Regions from separate parts of the Mus musculus genome. Here regions 2, 3 and 4 are each linked to region 1. The links are chromatin contacts, called in public HiChIP or PLAC-seq and promoter capture Hi-C maps. All regions are on one chromosome and are shown on one strand. Each heading gives the region's core, a stretch centred on a gene start, on an enhancer-like site or on the middle of the called end of the contact. The rest is flanking DNA. Distances are from core to core; before and after follow the strand shown. Region 1 holds the start of Riok2 (RIO kinase 2). Region 2 has its middle 31 kb from the start of Lnpep. Region 3 holds the start of Zfp960 (zinc finger protein 960). Region 4 has its middle 36 kb from the start of Vmn2r90.

The links. Promoter capture Hi-C pulls out the DNA fragments that hold promoters and counts their contacts. HiChIP or PLAC-seq counts read pairs in DNA pulled down with a chosen protein or histone mark. Capture Hi-C pulls out chosen DNA fragments and counts their contacts.
Region 2: a promoter capture Hi-C map of hematopoietic stem and progenitor cells shows a contact between it and region 1. The contact joins the enhancer-like site here to the promoter of Riok2 in region 1. A contact is called at or near these places in 10 of 39 promoter capture datasets (the C10 cell line, the HPC-7 cell line, cranial neural crest and 7 more), 3 of 15 datasets of contacts at CTCF or cohesin (CD8 T cells, the NIH/3T3 cell line and embryonic stem cells), 16 of 484 Hi-C or Micro-C datasets (CD8 T cells, the HPC-5 cell line, the HPC-7 cell line and 12 more), 26 of 115 datasets of contacts at active chromatin or transcription factors (the 230-238 cell line, CD8 T cells, the HPC-7 cell line and 16 more) and 4 of 9 other capture datasets (adipose tissue, liver, macrophages and 1 more).
Region 3: a contact with region 1 is called in a promoter capture Hi-C map of liver. The contact joins the promoter of Zfp960 here to the promoter of Riok2 in region 1. A contact is called at or near these places in 4 of 115 datasets of contacts at active chromatin or transcription factors (embryonic stem cells, extraembryonic endoderm stem cells and stem cell-derived neural progenitor cells) and 2 of 9 other capture datasets (adipose tissue and liver).
Region 4: a contact with region 1 is called in an H3K27ac HiChIP or PLAC-seq map of embryonic stem cells, with 11 times the contacts expected there. The contact joins the enhancer-like site here to the promoter of Riok2 in region 1. A contact is called at or near these places in 11 of 39 promoter capture datasets (the C10 cell line, the HPC-7 cell line, cranial neural crest and 7 more), 9 of 484 Hi-C or Micro-C datasets (the BV-2 cell line, the MC3T3-E1 cell line, brown adipocytes and 6 more), 15 of 115 datasets of contacts at active chromatin or transcription factors (the NIH/3T3 cell line, bone marrow-derived macrophages, double positive thymocytes and 7 more) and 3 of 9 other capture datasets (adipose tissue, liver and macrophages).

The regions. Positions count from the first base shown.
Region 1 is chr17:17,372,736-17,375,713 of GRCm38.p6, forward strand. It overlaps Riok2 (RIO kinase 2), which reads left to right and starts at 1,597. Exons shown (of 10, transcript NM_025934.2): 1 at 1,597-1,935. The coding sequence starts at 1,870. Gm36768 (predicted gene, 36768) reads right to left here and starts at 1,481. Exons shown (of 4, transcript NR_168690.1): 1 at 1,279-1,481; 2 at 439-499.
Region 2 is chr17:17,653,391-17,656,633 of GRCm38.p6, forward strand. No RefSeq gene overlaps it. Among named protein-coding and RNA genes, the nearest start is that of Lnpep, 31 kb to the left of the region's middle. Within about 2 kb of position 1,796, at least 35 of the 459 cell types and tissues checked have an H3K27ac peak or open chromatin away from gene starts, as enhancers often do. A contact at or near this core is called in CD8 T cells, Th2 cells, double positive thymocytes and 1 more, where this site is marked.
Region 3 is chr17:17,062,319-17,065,488 of GRCm38.p6, forward strand. Zfp960 (zinc finger protein 960) reads left to right here and starts at 1,785. Exons shown (of 4, transcript NM_001005358.2): 1 at 1,785-1,888. The coding sequence starts at 1,859.
Region 4 is chr17:17,738,473-17,741,431 of GRCm38.p6, forward strand. No RefSeq gene overlaps it. Among named protein-coding and RNA genes, the nearest start is that of Vmn2r90, 36 kb to the left of the region's middle. Within about 2 kb of position 1,654, at least 5 of the 459 cell types and tissues checked have an H3K27ac peak or open chromatin away from gene starts, as enhancers often do. A contact at or near this core is called in embryonic stem cells, where this site is marked.

The sequences.
Region 1 (2,978 bases), core at 347-2,846:
CCTTCCCATAAGTTCAAGTTTTAGGACTTGGGATTAAGTTTCCCCAGAGCCTAGAAAAAAAAAAGTGGTATCTATATTTGATAAATGGTGAATGGATGAAGAATAGGCTAAGTCAGCTGTGGGTCCAGACCCCTTTGGGAACCCCGTCTCCAAAAAAGTATTTGCATTACATTAAGAATTGTAACAGTAGCAAATTACAGTTATGAAGTAGCAATAAAAAACAATTCTATTGTTGGCAATCACCACAAAATAAACTGTATTAAAGGACCGCTGTACTAGGATGGTTGGGAACCACTGGCTTAAGTCACACTAAGTATGGTGAGAAAGGAAGATTGAATTTAAATCCTTTACTCATAAATGACTTGATTACTAAAAAAACAAACAAACAAACAAAAAACCCACAATATTGAAAAGATGAGAAATCTGGACTGTGATTACCCCAATATTCCAGAACTTGGATCCAAACCCACTCAATTAGTGGTGGCTCTGTGGAGCAATGCTGAAAGGAGACAGAAAGACAGATAATCAAAGCTTCAAACTTTTTGTTTTCACATGTTCTAATGTTAATGTAGAAAGAAAAATTCCATTGTGTACAACGGTCTTAATTAGTTAAGTCCTAATTAGATATGCCTAGAATCCTGTATTCAAGCATACAAGACCCCAAAGACAGGAACATAGAGATGAAAAAGGATTGATCTTTTGTTTCGATTTGATGATTTTAGATTACCAACTACTTTAGCTGGACCGATACGGACACTACAGCCTGCTGTCTGCCCCTATGCTTTATGAAAGAGCTTACTCCAGGAAGATACTCAGCACCACTCTCCAAAAGGAGGAAATGAATACATTGTTTCTTGGAAACTGGAAGGAGTGGAGTATGGAAGGAACACGAAGGTATCTTAATCTGAGTCCTTAAAGTTTGCACATACCTCAAAAAAAAAAAAAAAAAAGTTACACACCAGTCGTTGGCAATCTCTCAAGTATAAAGCAGATCATAACACTGGACACTTATAGCGCCCAAGCTTAACCTAAGAGCTGACCAGAGAAGATCTGCAGCTTAAAGGACTGAAATATAGATAATTCGTGAAATGAGAAACACAGGTACTGAATATCACATGAGTCACACTTGTTACTATGCTGCTGCTGTCGGGATGAAGGTACGGTAATAAAAGTCTTTGTCTTGGGTACATTGTCTTGTTAAGCCTCCCAAATGCTCCTGGACCCAAGAAACATTGAGGTGCGCGCTTTCTTTGGAAGCGAGCACTGGATAGTACGTACAGAAGCTCCTCCTAACCCGTCCTGGGATCAGCGTCCCAGGCCAGCGGGGCAGCTCCTAACCCGGCCCTCCTCCGCCGGACAGGGGTGGGGCTGCCGAGAGACAGCGCGTGCGGCTCTGTGGCCACCCTTTCAGTGGTTTTGCTGGCCTCCGGTCTCGCTTACTCATTTCCCTCCCTGACTTTACAGTGCACAGTTGCTGCACTAAAAGTGGGCGTGGCTCGGAACGAATAAAACACGCCCCTCTCGTGACGTAAGCACTGTTGCATGCGGAAGTCCGGCCTTAATTCCAATCAGGTCCTAGCAGCTCTGAAAAGTAACGTGGCATACTATGTAAAACATTTGCAACTTGCCAAATCAGTCAAACGTAAATTATTTATTTAGGGGCTGAAAAATCACTTCTGCCTGATTTTTAGCTACAAAAACGAGAAAAAAATAGCATTTTTCTACTGCTTCTTGAGCACGTGTTCTTACCTAGCGATAAGCACCTTAAATACAGGGCGCGTGCGCGGGCAGGTCGCCGCCGAAAGCCTGCGAGATTACCCAGCAACTTTGCGTCTTCCCAGAGAGCGTCCGTGGTGGAACTGGGCAAGCATGGGGAAGGTGAATGTAGCCAAGCTTAGGTACATGAGCCGCGATGACTTCAGAGTTCTGACTGCGGTAAGGAGTACACCTTTCTTGCTTATCCATTCGGTGACGTCCTCCTCCTGCTATTCTAAGGTCGCTGGGAGCTGAGTGAGGGCTCTCTGATTTGTGGATTGTTTGCCGAGGCTGGGATCTGGGTAAAGGGCACCAAGGTCTGATTTTCATGAAGCTTTGTGAAAAAAAGAACTATCTTTTACTAAACATGGTTCTTCCTTTCAGCTTCTTTTGCTGCAGATGTGCTTACGTCTCTGTGGCCCGGGAAATTTCATTGATCTTTGGCTTCCAAACTAGGGGAGGGTGGGAGTTAAGTCCTCTAATAGACTCAGACACTTAATGTTAAAAAAAAAAAGTCAGCTTTCTCTATCAAATATAACAGCAGAGTGCAAAACAAAGGAGGAAAGGAGATGCCTCTTAGTCGACCAGCAAATCAATATGTTAACAATGTAGTCAGATAGTAAGTACCGTGAAGGTAACAAAGGATAAAGAAATAGAAAGTAGCCACGTGTTGGAAGGATACTGTCTTTGAGTTTTACAGTGATGGAGACAGAATCCAAGAATCTTGTCTTTACTGTTAATCGAACTACAAAGTTTGTCCCCACCCCCCGAACCAATGAATCTTAACTGCCGGAGAAAAAAGTGTCCTTGGAGAGAGTTGTAGAAGAGGTGTCCTTGGAGAGAGTTAGAGGCAAATTAGAGCAAAAACTCAGAGATGGGAGGGAGAGTCTTCATAGAAGAGAAAGGTTCGATATAATGGTTGGGGACATACATGGAAAATGAGAACCAAACCATATAAGCCCTTGCAGGCCTAGTAAACGATGTGTGTGTAAGCCCGTGATTTATTTTTATTTATTTTTTAATTCATTTATTTATTTATTTATTTTGGTTTTTCAAGACAGGGTTTCTCTGGGTGTCCCTGGCTATCCTGAAACTCACTCTGTAGACAGACTGGCCTCAAACTCAGAAATCTGCCTGCCTCTGCCTCCCAAGTGCTGGGATTAAAGGCGTGCGACACCACTGCCTGACCTGTGAATGTTTTAATTAGGAAGATGACAAAATCT
Region 2 (3,243 bases), core at 546-3,045, 280 kb after region 1:
CAATATGGCTGTTAATTTCTTTACAATGCCAACTCAACACAGTAAACTGAGAACTTTTTTCCAAAGTTAACAGCACAGCTAAAGGTTCAAAAATTCAAATTATATATACGTATGTACATATATTATACATATATTACATATATAAAAATTTATACATATATATATAGAGAGAGACCAGTAATAGCACTATGTATAAAAAAACCCGTCAATACAGCAGCAACAACTTTTCCAGATTCTGCAGTCATTTGAACAAAATTGTAGAGACATTAAGCACACTTTATTAAAAAAAAGTAAAAAAACAAAACAAAACTGCAGAAAACAGCACAGTTCTGTTATTCTTGTGGTGCCTGGCACCACTTTCTGTTATTCTTGTGGTGCCTGGCACCACTTTTTTTTTTTTTTTTAATTAGCTTCTCAATAATTATCTGGAAAGAGAACATTTTGAGCAACATCATTAAAAACAGCTCTGACAAAGCACAGTCACTACTACGTATCATAAAGCAGGTGCAGGCTTGTTTACACTCACAGAGGTATGATACGGTACTGTCCTACATCTATAATACTAGAGGGTACAGAGGAGTTGAGACTTGATTCTACTTTTCCAGCAGAGGGCCCAAAGGATGGTGTGACACTGCTCTGTAAAGGAACACACTCTTAGAGTTCCTTTCACTAGCAGCACAACTCTAAGAATTCATTCTCTCTGTGAATGTCAGCTAAAAACCGTTATTAAAAAAATGAAATATCCCTAAATCAAAACTGTATAACCACTGGATTCATATGAAGATGACTTAGCGGAGACAAGCTGGACTTCACCTTACCAACATGTTATCAAATCTGTTATGTTTAAATGGTGAGACCTCCAAGGAAGGAGATGCCAAGTAGTGCTTCAAAACTTTGGACCACAATCAAACCCAGCATCATTTTAAATAGAAGCAGAAGCCATATGTTGCTCATCTGAATATATTCAAGGAAGCTGACATCAATATTTAATCATCTGCTCACTCATCCAGGAAGAAGGGGAGATCAATCAGTTACCACTTTATTGTGTTCAGCAGAATCACCATTTTACAAAAATGGCAAGCTGCCATAATAAAAGATAAGACTCCTCTATCCAGCATCAGTTAGCATCATTTTACTTTCAAGCCTAGAAAAGCCATACACACATCCAAAGAACACGAGGGAGCAAAAGAACTACAGCTGCTGTATTAATGGGCCCACCCAGTGTCCAGCTGAGCAACTCTCTCTTCCTACTTGTGGTGTTTCGTGCTCCATAGGACTATACTGTATGCACACTTGTAATATAAACCAACTGAAGATGCAAATGTTACACAGGAGGTGCGAGCCTGTGGAGCCTCATTGTAATTGGTGTAGCAGCTCTGTCAGTGTAAAATGCTCTATGCCCCTTGTGTGTCTCACAGGATAATGTCACAGATCACTTTACCCCTGACCACCCGCTCCCAATAAACCACAACCTTCATGAGATTTTGTTCCTTTGGTTTTGATCGCCTAAGGTTTGATTGGTCCAGTTCTAACAAGTTTGGTGGTTATGGTGGATGCAGGGGGTGGCTTTTCTTCTACGTTTTCCTGGCAGGTACCAGGAGGGTCAGAATTTCAGGTTTACTTAAATCACTGTCCACTCTCTGGGCTTTGCCTCCTATCTGTTTTCTCTGTTGCTGTTCAGAGAAAAACCGCTGTGTGGACTGAAGAACCTCTGCTCTCTGCTTTGCCAACACCTAGGACTAAATGTCTTGTGGCTGAGTCCTCTTCCCACAGCTTTCTTCTGGGTGCAAACTGTGCAGGAAACGGCTGTGCCATTCTCACTGTGGCAGGGGCTGACTGGAACGGTTTCTGATACACAACGCTGGTCTTTTTGCTAGACTGGCAGTTTGGATTTGTTGATGTAGACATGAATGGACTAGACGCTGGCGGAGTGCTCCGATCACCAAGTGGAGGTGTTCCTGGCTTGATATCAGCGCCACTCCCAAAGGCTTTTTTTTTTTTTTTTTGTTCAGACATTTTTCTTGCAGTTGCCTGTCAGGGGCCAGCCCCAATGGGGGTGGGGTGGGGCCGGAGTTCTTTCTTTTTTGGTTCTTATTGAGGTAGCTGAGGGGAAGAGCATCTTACGAAATTCTGGGGTAAGTCTTTGTCTTATGAGATATTTAGGGTTGCTGTACAATAAAAAGTTTACTTATTTAAGTCTAAGTTACTATGCTATTGTAGCTGACCTGCCTTCTTTGTTCCTCTGAAGCCAGAGACTGCAGTCTCTGGCACTTAGCACCTCATCCTAAAACAGCAGGAGATTAAGGATTAGTTGCTAGATCCTTTCCCCTGTTGTCCAGATGCCTCTTGCTTGTCTGGCTAGGGGGAAGTTTGGAGCAGTAAACTTCTTTTGAACCAGGAGAAGAGAATATCACTCACAGAAGGAAAAACTTTTACATAAGCAAATATGCATAATCTCACGTTAATATACAGATTCATAATGCTCACTTATACATATCCATTCAAAGCAGTTGGGCCCAACTTGCATGCACTCTCACAATGACATACTCTCTCTCTCTCTCTCTCTCTCTCTCTCTCTCTCTCTCACACACACACACACACATGCATACATTCTCACATACATACTCACACACCCATCCATTCTTACATTTGCATATGGAACAAAAGACCAATCACCAGTGCAGAAAGAACTCACTCATTCTGGATGAAAAATGAACTCCAATCTTTATCGTATAGAGAAAGAAAAAGCTTGTACCCTTTTAATAATAAATGAATTAAACCCACTTTTGTAAGAAAAAAAAAAAGCTCTGTTCCTTTTAGTAAGACTAAGCCTGCCTTGTTATTAAGAAAGACCTGTTCTGTCCTATGGTAAGGAGAAGCCTGCCTGCACCTTCTGCTCTCTGCAGCTTCTTTTTTCCTCTTTCCCTTTGCTTCCTGCACATTGCTTTCTTAGTTTTTTTTTTTATGTTATCTATAGTTTCTAAGTCATTCCACTCTGCAGTTTCCTTCTAATCATGTTCTCCCCTCCTCCTCTGAAGTCACAACAATGCTCTTACTCTCAATGCCTTTTCTCCAAAGCTCTGCCTATGCTTCTAAGCTCTTGTTGAGTTCAGTTCTGTCTAAAAAGTGTTCTAAAAACTTCTCCTCAGCTACAACTGAGCTCTCCTACAGCTCAGTCCCCTCTTACAGCTCAATTCCTCTCACCCCAGTCCTTCTTACCTCAGTCCCTCATTCTTCTTTGTC
Region 3 (3,170 bases), core at 535-3,034, 310 kb before region 1:
TGCCTCGTGACTTTTAGGCCTCTCGGCCTGTCAAGCTGACTCAACCAGAGTGCGTGGCAAGGCTCCTCTCCATTTCCATCCCTATAATTCTAACAGAAAGAAACTATTATGGGCCAGTTTAAACATATGATAATTTTACAAAAGTTATACGTACAAAGTGAAAGATATTTTATGCAACCTAATGAAGGACTGCATAAATATGCTTCTTGACCAAATAGTGGAATTGGATTTGTATGCCTTCACATATTCAGACCATTTGAAAGCTATGAGATTCCTAAGTTTTGGGAAACATATCAATTTTATATTTCTCCATATGTTCATTTGAGGAAGGTAGATTTGAGGAAGGTGGATTTGGGAAGCCCTGGAATGATTTAAATGGGGTTCAATGGATGGTTGGACCTCTCTGTTCCTTTTCATCTAGTCCTATATCTTAAGTCTTATGCTTCTTTTTTAAACTATTTAAGTCTTATATTTCCCTTCTTTGTCTTCTTTGTCATCGTCTTTGTGTTCTACTTCTCCTTCTCCTTCTTCTTCTTTATTTTTATTTTATTTTATTTTATTTTTCGAGACAGGGTTTCTATGTGTAACACTGGCTGTCCTAGAATTCACTCTGGATGTAGATGAGGGTGGCCTCGAACTCAGAAATCTGCCTGCCTTTTCCCTCTTGTGTACTGGGATTAAAGGCGTGCGCCACCATGCCCGGCTGGCATACAAATACTTATGTCTTCAGTCAGGGATACTGTAGTGCTAGCTCTCCCACATTCTTTAAATGCTTAAGGTTTACCACCCGTATGGATTTTGTGGCGACTTTTATGATTACATGTATTCGTTACATGTTTCTAGGTTCCTTACAGCTGTTACGTTTTATTCCTATACATATTATGATATATACTGAAAACCAGCTGAGACATTCAGCCACATGGACTGAACAACCACTGGATTGCTCAACTTCCCATTGGTATAGAGTTATAGTTGCAAGAGTTGGCTATCAGCTTGGGAGCCATACTAATAAATCTACTTTCCACATACATAGAGAGACCCTAGAGCATTTTCCTAGTACACCTGTGTTTTTGGGTTGAGATTTTATTTTATTTTTTGGCACTTTCCTACTGAGGAATAGACAATAGAATAGTAGATTATAGAATAACAATAGAGCTCCAGCTGGAAAGTTTGTGCAATTTACCAGAACCCAGTAAGAAGCCACAATACAAAACGTTGTTTCTTAAAGTCACTCTTTAACTAGCAGTTAAACTGGGCATCCTTCCACTTGTAAGACAGATTATCCACTCCACTGCAACTTTAGTAATATGCTTCATTCCACTAGCAATAAGAGGAAGCACCTTCTGAGGGCAGTGGACTCACAGGTCAGAATTTGAGTCCTGGCTCTGGAGAACAAAGTCACAGCTCACAATGGGGAGGAGCAGGCAGCCAATCAGAGGTGAGCTGGAGAGAAGGGACGGCAATAGCTGGGGTGTACGCTATCGGAAACCTGGGACAATTGCTACCAAAATACAAATCTCTGCTGATCTAGAATAGGTGTGCGTCTAGATTGGAAACCTGTGCACTGAACCACTATTCCGAGTTGCGTTTGCACCCTCTCACCCTGAGAGAGTTGCTCCTGTCACTCAGGATTTACTAGCCAATCACGGCATGAAGGAGGATCTGACAGTCTTAGAGGAGGGTGGTTTTTCCGGAAGGGATTTTCCTGGTTCCCTGTGGGATCTGCCAGTCATAAGAGGAGGGTGGTTCTTCCGGAATTCTTTTCGCTGGTTCCCTGTAATTAAGCAGGCTTAAGTGATTTGTCCTGTGTGCTGCTGGGTACTGTGAAGGAAACTCAGGCAAGTTCTGAAAGTGCGACATGATGAGGATATTGTCACTTCCCACAGAGGTGAGGAGCGGGATCGGGTGTGCTGGGTCCTACGGAAGGCTGGGTCGGAACCAGCAGCTACATGCAGGCACCTGCGAGTTGCCTCGTGGTTTTAGCCGCTTCTGGACCCAACGGTGGCTCTTGCATAACTTAACTATCTGGGCTGAATATTCACAAAACCTTTCGAGCAGGGTCCTGTGTATAGAAACACCCTTAGCAGGATGCCAAAGTCAGACAGGCTAAGTTTCTTTCGTGTATTCTACAAGTTGTTCTCTTGGCCTTTAGCATTGAGCTCTGTACAAGGAGGTAAGAATGGATCAATTCGCATTCTTCTACATGCTAACCGCCAATTGAGCCAGCAACATTTGTTGAAGATGCTGTCCTCTTTCCCCTGGATGGTTTGAGCTCCTTTGTCAAAGATTAAGTGGACATAGATGTGTGAGTTTATTTCTGGATCTTAAATTCAGCTTCATTGATCTGACTGTCACTGTACCAGTAACATGAAGGGGGTTGTTTGTTTGTTTTTGTTTTTGTTTTTTATCACAATTGCTCTGTACTACAGCTTGAGTTTCGGGATGATGATTCCACCAAAGGTTCTTTTGTTGTTGAGATAGTTTTTGATATCCTAGGATTTTTGTTATTCTAGATTTATTTACAAATTGCCCTTTCTAATTCTGTGAAGAATTGAGTTCCAATTTTGGTGGGGATTGCTGTGTATCTGTAGATTGCTTTCAGCAAGATAGTCACTTTTACTATACTAATCCTGCCAATACATGAGCATGGGAGACGTTTCCATCTCCTGAGATCTTCTTTGATTTCTTTCTTCAGAGACTTGAAGTTATTATACAGATCTTTCACTTCCTTAGTTAGAGTCACACCAATGTATTTTATATTAATTGTGACTATTGTGAAGGGTGTTGTTTCCCTATTTCTTTCTCATCCTGTTTATCATTTCTGTAGAGAAAGGCCTCTGATTTATTTGAGTTCATTTTATATCCAGCTACTGCACTGAAGTTGTTTATCAGGTTTAGGAGTTCTCTGGTAGAATTTTTAGGATCACTTATAGATACTATCATATCCTCTGCAAATAATGATATTTTGACTTTTTCATTTCCAATTTGTATCCCCTTGATCTTCTTTGTTGTGGAATTGCTCTTGCTAGGACTTCAATAGTTATGGAGAAAGTGTGCCGCCTTGTCTAGTCCCTGATTTTAGTAGGATTGCTTTAAGTTTCTCTCCATTTAATTTGATGTTGGCTACTGGTTTGCTGTATTTGCCTACAAGGTAATGGCCTGCTCTTGTT
Region 4 (2,959 bases), core at 404-2,903, 370 kb after region 1:
CAGGTATAAGAAGAATATGATAGGAATTGGAGTCATCTGGGCATATGTTAACATGTGGTAATGGTGGTCATATGAAAGATTTTTAAAAGAGTTCTCTACCCTTGCAAAGATGTGCATGCTGAAAGGAGCCTGGTATGGCTGTCTCCTGGGGGGCCCTGCCAGAGCCTTACAAATACAGATGCAAATGTTCACAGTCAATCATTAGACTGAGCGCATAGTCCCCAATAGAGGAGTTAGAGAAAGGACTAAAGGGGTTGAGGGGGGTTGCAACCCCATAGTAAGAACAACAATATCAACCAATCAGACCCCCCAGAGCTTCCAGGGACTAAGCCATCAACAAAGGAGTACATATGGCTCCAGCTCCATATGTAGCAGAAGATGACCTTGCCATGCATCAATGGGAGGAGATGTCCTTGGTCTTATGAAGGCTTGATAGATGCCCCAGAGTAGAGGAATCAAGGTCAGGGAGGTGGGAGTGGGTGGGTAGAGACACACCCTCATAGAAGCACAGGGAGGGAGGATGGGATAAGGGGTTTCCAGGAGGTGAGGAAAGAGAGAAAGGGGATAACATTTGAAATGTAAATAAAGAAAGTGTCCAATAAAAAATAAAATGTATATATTTTTAAAAGAAATAAAAATAAAAAATTATGTTTCTATCTTTCATATATAACTTAAAAAAATAGTTCTCCACCTTAATTTCCATAGTGGTTGGAACAGTTTACAGTACCATGAACAGTAAATACAGGTTCCCTTTTTTTCCACTTCTGCTTTGGTGTTGCGAGCCGGCCAGCAGCTCACATGTTCAGGCTCAAGACTGGGAGGCAACCTGGAGCTGAAAGAAAAGAGGGAACCTAGGAGGGTTGAGGAATAATGGAACCAAGACATGCTAGTCTGTTCAAGGTTCAAATGTTTAATGGCGACTGCGCTTATAAAAGGCCATTCCCGCCAATTCATCCTTGGAGCCTGGAACCAGCTGCAGGTGATGACTTGCAGGATAGGGCGTAGTCTCCAGAATAGCTCCGGGACCTCTCAGCAGGTAGCAGTATCTTGAAGAAGAACAGCTATAGTAGCTGAACAATAGAGTAATCTAGGGAAGAAGGCGCCACCCTAGGTAATCTCCTTAGTGGCAGCAAAGTCAAGGTACGGCTCAGCCTGCTTCAGGCTTGTTGGAGGTTACATCTCCTCCCTGTTGTTAATATTAAAAAAAAAGACTGGACTGAGGCATAAAATGTATTTATGTTCCATAGTCCCACCCAGGAGTTATGGTGGCTGGCGGCTCTGCCTGTCTTAGGAAATCTTAGATCTTCCTGAATCATCCTTATCCGTCATAGGAACGTACATGCAGCTTGTTTGTGTTTATTTTACACAAAACATGGCTCTGTGGTGTATTATTAACAGCCAGGCCTCTTGGCATGTACCCCTATCTTAGATTGGTATGACTCCGAGATCTGGGTGCCCGTCATTGACTGTCAGGCCCTCATTAGCACACCTTACTCCCAATTCAGACCAAAGCCACGATATGTACTTAGAATGCTTCTTCATGAAGATTAACAACTGCCACCTGCGTTGTTGGAGGCAAGGCTGTACACCTGCTGCAGTCAGGCTGAAGGGCATTGACTGACCGGCTTGAAAAACAAGGTCGAGACAGTGAAAGGCACAGTACAAAAGTTTCTTTTGGGGAAGTCAAGGTACTCCATTCAATTGCAAATTAGCAATGATCAGGCTTAGACTTAGAGCTTCCAGTGTGGGGGAGGTGACATTGAGAATTGCAGAAAGGCTACAGCTTCCCTGGGAGTGGAGGCTGTGCTCCAATTTAACTTTTCGGCTAAAGAGGATTTCTAGCCATAATGAAGGTTGGAGTCATACTTACTAGAAGATTCAGGGTCTGTGTCCAGTTGACGAACTAATCTCTCAGGCAGCCATCACGCTCCATCTTCTTTTTGTGAAAAAAAGACAGACCAAGCCCCTTTCCCAGATTAGGACCGGGTATGGACCCTTCCATTCGTTAGTTAATGGGTCCCGCCACTTTACCATGGCATAAGAACTAGAAGTAACTGGATGCCAGTGGCAATCCGCTGCAGACTGACATTTAACATCAGTTTGCAAAAAGTTTAGAACAAATAAAGCAAAAGCAAGATGTGCCTTTGGTGACATTGGGAGATTTAACTGCCCTTGTTTTGTTTTTAAAAGCCAATTATTTAAAGTGCGATGAGCACGTTCAACTATTCCTTGTCCCATGGGGTTATAAGGAATTCCAGTTTTATGTTTGATGCCAAATTCTTTACAAAATGAAGCAAAATTTTTTGCTAGAATAGGATGGCCCATTATCTGTCTTAATAAGTTTAGGCAATTCCATGGCATTAAAGGCTTGTAGGCAATGATCAATTACATTTTTGGAGGCTTCTCCAGTATGCAGAGAAGCAAAAATAAATCCTGAACAAGTATCAATAAAAACATGTATATATTTTAATTTTCCAAATTCTGTATAATGAGTTATATCCATTTACCAGATATGATTAGGCATAAGACCTTGTGGATTAACCCCTAAATGTGGCACTGGACACAATGTAATACATTTAGGGCATTGTTTTACAATCATTCTTGCCTGCTCCTTAGTAATTTTATGTCGGAGCCTTAAGGTACGGCTAGAGAGATGAAATTTTTCATGATCACGCTTGGCCAAAGCAACAGGATCTGAAATTAAGGCTTCTCCTATTAGAGCTCTGTCGATGCAATCATTACCTTCAGCTAAAGGTCCAGGAAGACCAGAATGAGACCGTATGTGGCCAATATAGAATGGGTGTTTTGGGGCAAGAATGATGTTTTGTAGTTGTGAAAACAGGGATCCTGCTGGTGTATTAAAGTTAAACGTACCACAGGACTCCAATAAGAGTAATGATTGTGCAACATATAAACTATCAGTAAAAATATTAAAAGCCTCATGCACAGACTGAAAGAC